2 separate regions of the Danio rerio genome follow, and region 1 is linked to region 2. A link is a contact called in public Micro-C data. All regions are on one chromosome and are shown on one strand. The core of a region is the stretch at or near the end of the contact, and the rest is flanking DNA. Distances in the headings are between cores, read along the strand shown.

What was found. A called contact is a pair of places that touch in the nucleus more often than the background predicts.
Region 1: a Micro-C map of caudal fin shows a contact between it and region 2, with 2.7 times the contacts expected there. The contact joins the promoter of si:dkey-193c22.1 here to the promoter of tmem175 in region 2. A contact is called at or near these places in 5 of 18 Hi-C or Micro-C datasets (caudal fin, embryo, hematopoietic stem cells and 2 more) and 2 of 4 datasets of contacts at active chromatin or transcription factors (embryo and gastrula embryo).

What each region holds. Positions count from the first base shown.
Region 1 is chr5:41,140,335-41,144,659 of GRCz12tu, forward strand. It overlaps si:dkey-193c22.1, which reads right to left and starts at 1,389. Exons shown (of 9, transcript NM_001100034.1): 1 at 1,246-1,389; 2 at 520-557. The coding sequence starts at 521.
Region 2 is chr5:40,924,524-40,928,972 of GRCz12tu, forward strand. tmem175 (transmembrane protein 175) reads left to right here and starts at 1,925. Exons shown (of 10, transcript NM_001100075.1): 1 at 1,925-2,217; 2 at 2,428-2,466. The coding sequence starts at 2,017. LOC141385571 (a long non-coding RNA gene) reads left to right here. Exons shown (of 4, transcript XR_012406196.1): 4 at 1-847.

The sequences.
Region 1 (4,325 bases), core at 139-2,638, 220 kb after region 2:
ATCAAAAATAGAGTAAACACATAATGATATCAAATATTATTACAGTTTGAAATGACTGTTTAAAAATGTTGTGGCTGAAAGGGCATCCACTGCATAAAACATTGATGATTCATTCTGCTGTGGCAACCTCAGATATATCAGGGACAAAGATGAAAGAAAATAAATGAATGAATGTTTAAAATTTTTTGCAACTTATTCTTTATTGGCAAAGCTTAATTTTTAGCATCTAGAAAGCACTCGTATATGCTGATTTAAAAACATTTAATATTATCAGTCTTGAAAACAGTGCTCCTAAATTTTGTTTAATTATTTTTTTATGACTGAACAGTTCAAATGAGTTCAAATGTACAGCATTTATTTTAAATATATACAACAGAATATAAAAATGTTTATTAAAAATGTCTTTACTGTATATTTTGATCTGAATAACATCTTTATAATGTATAAATACTTTTGTTTTTATTTTACTTTTAAAACTATTTATGATTTTTGAGTGTAGCAGTAACTTAAAATACTTACATGTTTTTATTGCAGCTGGTGGTGATTAGCGCTGACACCTGAAGTAGCAAGAGGACAGGGATTTTAATATACAACATACATTTATCCCTTTATTGACACAACTGTAAGAAATACAATATTGCCAAAGCTTTATTTACCCAAAATATCTTTTATTTACCCAAAATAAAGATACAAAAATAGCATACTACTATAACAAGACAGACACAGATTTGGAAACATTTCCAGAAATATGACTGTACAGAGGTTATGTGTTTTTATTGTCGACATGCGCCCCCTAGAAGAATGACACAACCTGTGTCTGAATATTGGAGAGGGTGCTGGAGCTCAGCTCTCCTCAAATGGCTCTGCAGCGAGCACCACTTGGAATATTTGCCTACTTCAGTCTATCCAGGCATGTTAAAATACGCACATTCATAAGTTATCTGAATCTGAATTCATATGGTAATCTGAATCGCATTTTTAAAGTAACGTTAGTAATAGCTACATATCAAACCAACACAACATCTATGTACTGCAACGTCTAACAAATTAGCTCTGTAAACGTTTACAGCATGACTTTACAATCAAAACGTTCTCAAAACGTCAGGAATGAATCGTAAAGTCTTCGATAAAGATTAAGTGTAAACAAAACAGCTAGCAGAGATACAGTCGACATTGAATTGTGTTACATAAGATTATATTATTTTATCGTGGATTTAGCTACATACAAAATATAATTAAACGTACCGAAAACAGAACATCAGTGTTGTAAAAGAGTGCACCGTCTTAAAACATATCCTGCATATGACATACAAGAATAAGCCCAGATGGCCAAGATGCACTGAATGAACTTCCCTATTGCTTTTTCGGCATGCGCAAACTGCAGCGTGCCCTGTTGATTATTGGCTCGTTGGCTCACTTAGGCGGGACATGATGACAACTCATCGCAAGAATTAAAAAAACATAGACGTGTCCCTATTTAGCTCATAGGGAAAGAAAGAAAGAATATATATATATATATATATATATATATATATATATATATATATATATATATATATATATATATATATATATATATATATATATATATATATATATATATATATATATATATATATACTGTATGTATATATATATATATATATATATATATATATATATATATATATATATATATATATATATATATATATATATATATATATTATTTCTTATATTATATATAAGATAATATTATATATTATATAGAATATTATAGAATATTATATATAAGAAAAAAGAAAAAAGAAAAAAATATATATATATATATTCTTACTTTCTTTCTTTCTATCTTGTATGTATATACATCTCCAAATCAGAAAAGGTTGGGACAGTATGAAAAACGCAAACTAAAAAAAAAGTAGTCATTTCTAAATTTAGTTTGAATTTCATTGGAGATTGTTTGAACACCAAATATTTCATGATTTTGTCAGGTTAACTTCATTTTATTTGTAAATATACATCCCTTCCTGTCAATCAGACCTGCAGCACATTCCAAATAGGTTGGGACAGGAGCTATTAGGGCTAGTAATCAGGTAAACTGGTTAATTAACGATGTGATTTGAAACAAGTGATGTCAACAGGTGATTATGATTTGGTACAAAAGCAGCATCCAAGAAAGGTCCAGTCCTTTAGGAGCAAAGATGGGCAGAGGATCACCAGTATTTCAACAAATACGTGAGAAAATTATTGAAATTTTTAAAAGCATGGTTCTCACAGAAAGCGAGATATTTCACCTTCAACAGTGCATAACATAATTAAAAGATTTGAGTAATCTGGAGGAATTTCAGTGTACGTAAAGGACAATGGTATAAGCCTAAGCTAAATAACAATGATCTCTGATCCCTCAGGTGGTACAGCATCAAGAATCATCATTCATCTATAAGCAATATCACCACATGGGCTCAGAACAACTTTGGCAAACCTTTGTCAAGCACCACAATACACAGTTCCAACAAAAAATGCAAGTTCAAACTGCTGTGCCAAAAAGGAAGCCCTATGTTAACAGTGTGCAGAAGCACTGTCGACTTCTTTGGGCTCGAAGGCATCTGACCATTGGACCATCACACAGTGGAAACATGTACTGTGGTCAGATGAATCAGTATTTCAGTTATTTTTGTGGAGAAATGGACTCCATGTGCTCCGGACCAAAGAAGGTAAGGATCATCCAGACTGTTACCAGCAACAAGTCTAAAAGCCAGGGTGTTTTAGAAAAGGTGACGTTACTGATGATTAACATCGTTCTGCCCGTGTGTTCACAATCTACATAAAGCTCCACTGGGTGTCACTGCTGGAGTATATCCTCACACAGTGTTCTGCACCAGCACACTTTCAGCAACATTGTGGTCACAGTGCATCAACACACTTCACAAGTATCAGTGTCACAGGTCACTGTCCACTGACACTAGCCAAAAAGACTGTGTGGGCCACCAGAAGTGTCACTGTAAGTGGTGTGATGTGCCAGTGGATTCTGTGAGTCAGATGTCATTTCACCTTAAGTTAAAATGGCCTCTGAAATGAGCGTCATTCAGTCTTTGACTATGGATTTGGACAAGAAGCCTTGGTTTGGAGTCTGCACTGCAATTCATCCTTTCTTTCTCACTTTATCCATTCTTTTTCCCAAGTCCATTCTTAAGTTTTAAGGTATGCATAGTGTTGTAAAGTAATTAAAAATACACAAATTACTATAATTGAGCACTTTTTCTCAGGAATTGTAATTTAGTAAGTAAAAATGTAGTTTTAAAAATGTGTACTTTTATTTTCCCTTGAGTACATTTTTAGTGTAGTTATCATTACTTTTACTTCACTACTTTTCTTCAACCTTTAGTCACTACTTTTTTTTTCTTGTCTATGGGGATTAGAAAAATCAGTCCTGTGATTCCTATCAAATCTCACATAGAAGGTAAATCCCCTCATAATGAATTACCTCAAAATAGGGTTATCAAAAGAAATATATTAATGCAATTCAAATATATAATATATAAATTGATGTTTACTTTAAACTTATTATAAATATATAAACATATTGTTCAATTATATTGATAAAAATATATATATATATTTTCCAAGATGTCCAAGATGTCCAGAATCTTTACATGCATTGACCCCGAGAATGTTAAGATGCATGTCACTGATGAGAAGATGACAGATGTTTACTGTATGATGATCGAAATGGCCTTAAACATCCAGCAGGCACAAGATGTCAACATGATATCAGAATAAAGTTGTACCCCAGTGTCATAGGGATGTTGCATTTAGTTTTTCAACGAAAATCATGGAAGTGTCAGCATGTGATGCAAAAATGACATTGGATATTTGCTCGACATTGGATTTTCATCAATTTCCAATACAATCTAAAGTCAACCAAATTTCAATGTCATTTGATGTTGTTATCGAACAAATAACGTTGTCCTTAGATGCTGGTTAGACAATCTATGTTAATGTCTTATAATTTTGTGTGCCTGCAGGGCAATAACTGGATGCACTACAGAATGTTACGTTTACACACATCCACAAATTTGTAAACGCATCAGCTTTTAAAAATGTATTACTCACTACTCACTACTCTTGAGTACTTTTGAAATGGCTACTTTTTACTCATACTTTGAGTAATATTTACAACAGATACTTTTACTCTACTTGCACTACATTTTTAGGCAAGTAATGGTACTTTTACTTGAGTATGATTTTTCAGTACTCTTTCCACCACTGCTCATGACACATAAAATTCAGCTGGGAACACAAGGTAGGCATCAACAGGTGCATCCTAGATTCTATGTTGCTTA
Region 2 (4,449 bases), core at 675-3,174:
ATGAGAAGCTTGAGTTTGATCCAGAATGGCTGGCCATCTCGACAGCGACAGACAACCTTCAGAAACCATCCCACAGTTTCTGGAACCCTCTGCTGCACAACAGACTACACACAGCAGATACAAAACACATGACATTGATCACATTTGCTTATTTTATAATAACGTTCTCATGCCATATTGACAAAATCGGCTTAAAGGAATAGTTCACTCAATAATGAACATTACCTTAAAATGCACTCATCCTCAAGCTAGCTTCAGAGTACAGTATATGAATGTTTATGGGGTGATGTTCGTTTTTGGGTGAACTTTTCCTTTAGCTTGTTTATGAAAGTGTAGGTAACACATCTACAGGGCATGCACAATGACATAACAAGGCAAAACAAGGGCAATTATTTGAATTTATGTCACAATAGTCAATATTGGAGAGGACAGACTTACAGGGGGAATTTTTTAATAAATGACTTAATCGTCACTTGTTCAATTTAAATATCCTTGTTAAATAAAAGTCTTAATTAAAAAAAAAAGTTATTTTTCTTATAAAAAGGTAGGTTAATATTACTGTTAAAATCAAAGAAATTGTTAAATTATTTAAACTTATGTCACATTTAATTAATGCTTAAAGCATTAAACATTTTATGTATAACTAAATTGGCACAATAGATCTGATCTGAACTAAGACTTAAGATTTTGAGGGAGGCGGTTCTTTCTTTATTTGATCCACTCAGTGGTAGGAGGCCCGAACTTGCAAAACCGTCTGTTTCAAAGAAATGAAAAGAACTGATTCAGTGATGCTTTTTTTAATGCAACAAGTAAAAATATACAATCACAGTACATTATAAAGAAATGGAAAGACAAAAAGAAAACAACAAAAAAACAAAACAAACGGTAAAAGAAAAAGATTATATATTTTACAAATTTCTGTTGTTTTTAAAGCCTTTTTTGTAAAAGAGTTAGAAATAGTTTCAGAGTAATACTGCATTTCAGTGAGCAAAATATTAAAAAAGGTTTTTGGTTTGAAAATTATAATTAAATTAAATTAAATTAAATTAAATATATTATATTAATATATAATGTTACATACATACATTATATGTATGTAACATTTTGTTAATAAGATAAGAAGATTTATGTAAAGCTTTTGTTTTATAATTAACAAAACCAAACAAAACATTTTCCCTTAATATGGAAAAATCTTTATCAACATTCTCAATTACAATAAAGGGAAAATCTTTCCTAAGCAACTTAGAATAACTGCCTTGCCAAAATAAGTGAATTAGGTACTGTTAGGTGTTGCTTACAAAATGAATAATTACTTTCAATATCTCCTTTTTTATATCTTGCTAAAGTATTCAATGGGTATGTACCTATTTTACACAGTCTTTGGTATGTACGGTGAATAATTCCAAATGAAACTTATGAAGTAGCTATTTGGAATGAGCCATATTTTCCTCCAATCAATATCAGAAACTAAAGAATTCCAATAAAAGTAACATTTGGAACTGATACAATTCCATTAAGAAATAAAGATTGTACTGATTTGTTTGAAGATTCAGTGATGCTTTTACGTACGTCTCTTCTACGCCTGGATCATCAGCTTGTTTTTATCCACGATTTTGCTAATACATACATATATTTTTTTTCATTATATTTGGCTGTTAGTAGCTTAAAAGGTCTGTCTGACAAATCACTCACGCAAAAGCATCATTTTTATTACGAAAATAATTACTCAATCCATCCTAAATATCCATCAGATAGAAGTTCATTTCAGTTTGTCCTTTTAAACAACACTTACTATGTTATGTGCATTAAAAACGTTTTAACAAAAAGTCATTTCAGGTCGACGAATCAGTTCAGCTAATGCATTCAAAAGATTCGACTCAAATGAATGATTCGCTTAAGAATCAGACATCGCTAACTTCCGGTCAGCTGACACTACGTCGTCGTTGTTTGCAAACAAAACTACCGTGTGTTCATGCCTGCTCCGTCCACTGACAGACAGCACTCTCAACTGCGGCCATGGGGGAGAACGACGAAAGCGAGATAATTGAGCATCATGACGACGAAGAGATGGAGAAGAGACGGCCGCCGCGGACTCACGCGCAGTCGTTTCTGGAGAGCGTGGCGTCGTCGGTGAAGGAGGGACACAGCAGCACTCAGTCCTCACACCGCCTGCTCGCCTACAGTGATGCCCTCATCTCCATCATCGCCACTGTCATGGTGAGGAAAACTCACACTCAGCCTCTGGGACATCTTACTTATTTATAATATACGTAAACTGTCGTCCACGTGACAGGGCGCATAATGACAATTCCTTGTTATTCCCCATGACTCACTTGTTTTTGAGCTCCATTCAAAAGCTTTTCCTATGAAGTAACGTTACATGTATGATAATGAATTTTAAGAACTGCCTGCTTTTTGTGTTTACAGATTTTGCCTGTTGCACATACAAAAATTCAGGAAGATGAGGTAAACCTATCTTTAGATCATCTTAAAGTGACAGTTCATCCTAAGAAAGAGAATTGTCATCATTTACACACGTTTATGTTGAGCGAAACCTTTGTGACTGTGTGAACACAGAACAAAACGCGTGTCTTCATGTGCATATGTACATACAGTATGTGTTACTTGCAGAAAAGAAAATCATCTGAATTTAAGTCAGTGTTTCTCAACCAGGGGGCACCAGCACACACCCACAAGATGACTTGTAAATTATTTTAAATAAACAGATAAGATATTAGCTAAAAGCCAACTGAAATCGATATTCACTGTAGGCTGAAATCTTATTAACTGCTATAATTTGTTCATTTAGCATCTTTATTTTTCAGTAACTTAATTTTTGTATGTTTTGCAGCTCTAGTGGTATGAAAGCACAGATATGTAAGGTGTTTTTCATTAAAATATACAAAAATCACTTTTTTTTTGGCTTGAAGAATGTTCAAATCCAAAGATATAAGCAGTTTTAACTAATGACATGGATGGATCGTGTCCATTGTTGTCAGACTAATGATGTCATACACCCTCGATACTTTAATATGAGGTGTTTTATTAGACTGCACAAAGCAGACAGAAGTCTGAAATGTGTTTAGTATGATAAAACTGCATGTTATCAGTGAAACCACAGGAATACTTTAGCTCATCCATGAACATCATTTCTCCAGGAATCCTTTAGGATGGATTGAATACCCCGTGATTCCACAAGTTCATGGCGTCATCAAAATACGTCTTTGTTTGTTGTAAATACACTCCCTCTAGAAGCAAAAGTGACTGTCTTTAATAAATAAAACTGCATGCTTCTTGTGATAAAGCATTGTCACTGGAGCTCCTCTTCTCTGTTTATTATGGTTATGACAAGTCACCCAGTATTTTAAACAGTATAAGCACATATTACAACAGGGCTGCACAATATATTGTTTCAGCATCGATATCGAAATGTGTGCATTTACAATTGTCACATCGTAAGACATGCAATGTTGAGTCTGGATTATAGTTGAACAGGAGTTAAAGTATTGTATTAAATTACTCTATACAGAATTTTTATGATTTATGCAAGAAAAGAGAAGTTCTTTTGGCAGATAACTTTGCTTGTTTTTTGCTTATGTTCTTGCCTCTAAACTCTTATTTCTTCCGAAGTTAAAAACAAAACAAAATCTTTACCTGATCTAAGAATTTTTGGATATTTTACAAACTGCATTCACATCGAAGGTGGCGAGAGCATTAAAGTTTGCTCTAACCGCTGTGACGACAACAGCTCCGGCAGTGAGAGCGTCAAAATTTGATATATTAATCTCGTATTTAAAGGAGCAGTTGCAGCATACCAGATAGTAAATCAGTTACATTCCCACATAAAACATGCTTTCTAGCGTGAAAATGTTGCACGTTTTTTCTCAAATTTATTTAACAATGCAAGATTAAGTTGATGCGTGTGGTATGGCTTTGCTTTACTTATCCAATATGTGTCCTTCTGTCTGAAATGTTCTGAAATCGTTATAGCTAGCACGAGATTACCAATTTATTTTTAAAGAAATAAAACATATTTATATCATTAATGCACATCAGTAACTTGCCAGTTACTGTATTTTATTGTATGTCCCTGGAGAAACATCGTAAATAGTTGGAAATACGGCGACCGCAATAATCAACCCATTGGGTAAAAACTGCGGTCTTAAGTTCACAGGACTGTGTTTTCTGGAAACCTCTCAAGTGGTGGACTTAAACATTCTGATTGCTTGCCGCCGAACCACATCATAGTTCATTGCCATAAAGTTGCCTTGATTACAACTCTCCTTGACACCCACACCAGTGAAAGCGCACCGCGCTGCTCCTCGCTGCTTATTGCCATCGGCTCCCATTGAAAATGAATGACTTCCAGCTACTTTGACGTTCTTGCCGCTTTCGGTGTGAATGCACAGTTAGGCCGAAGCAACAAACTGCAGGCTTTGGATGTTTATA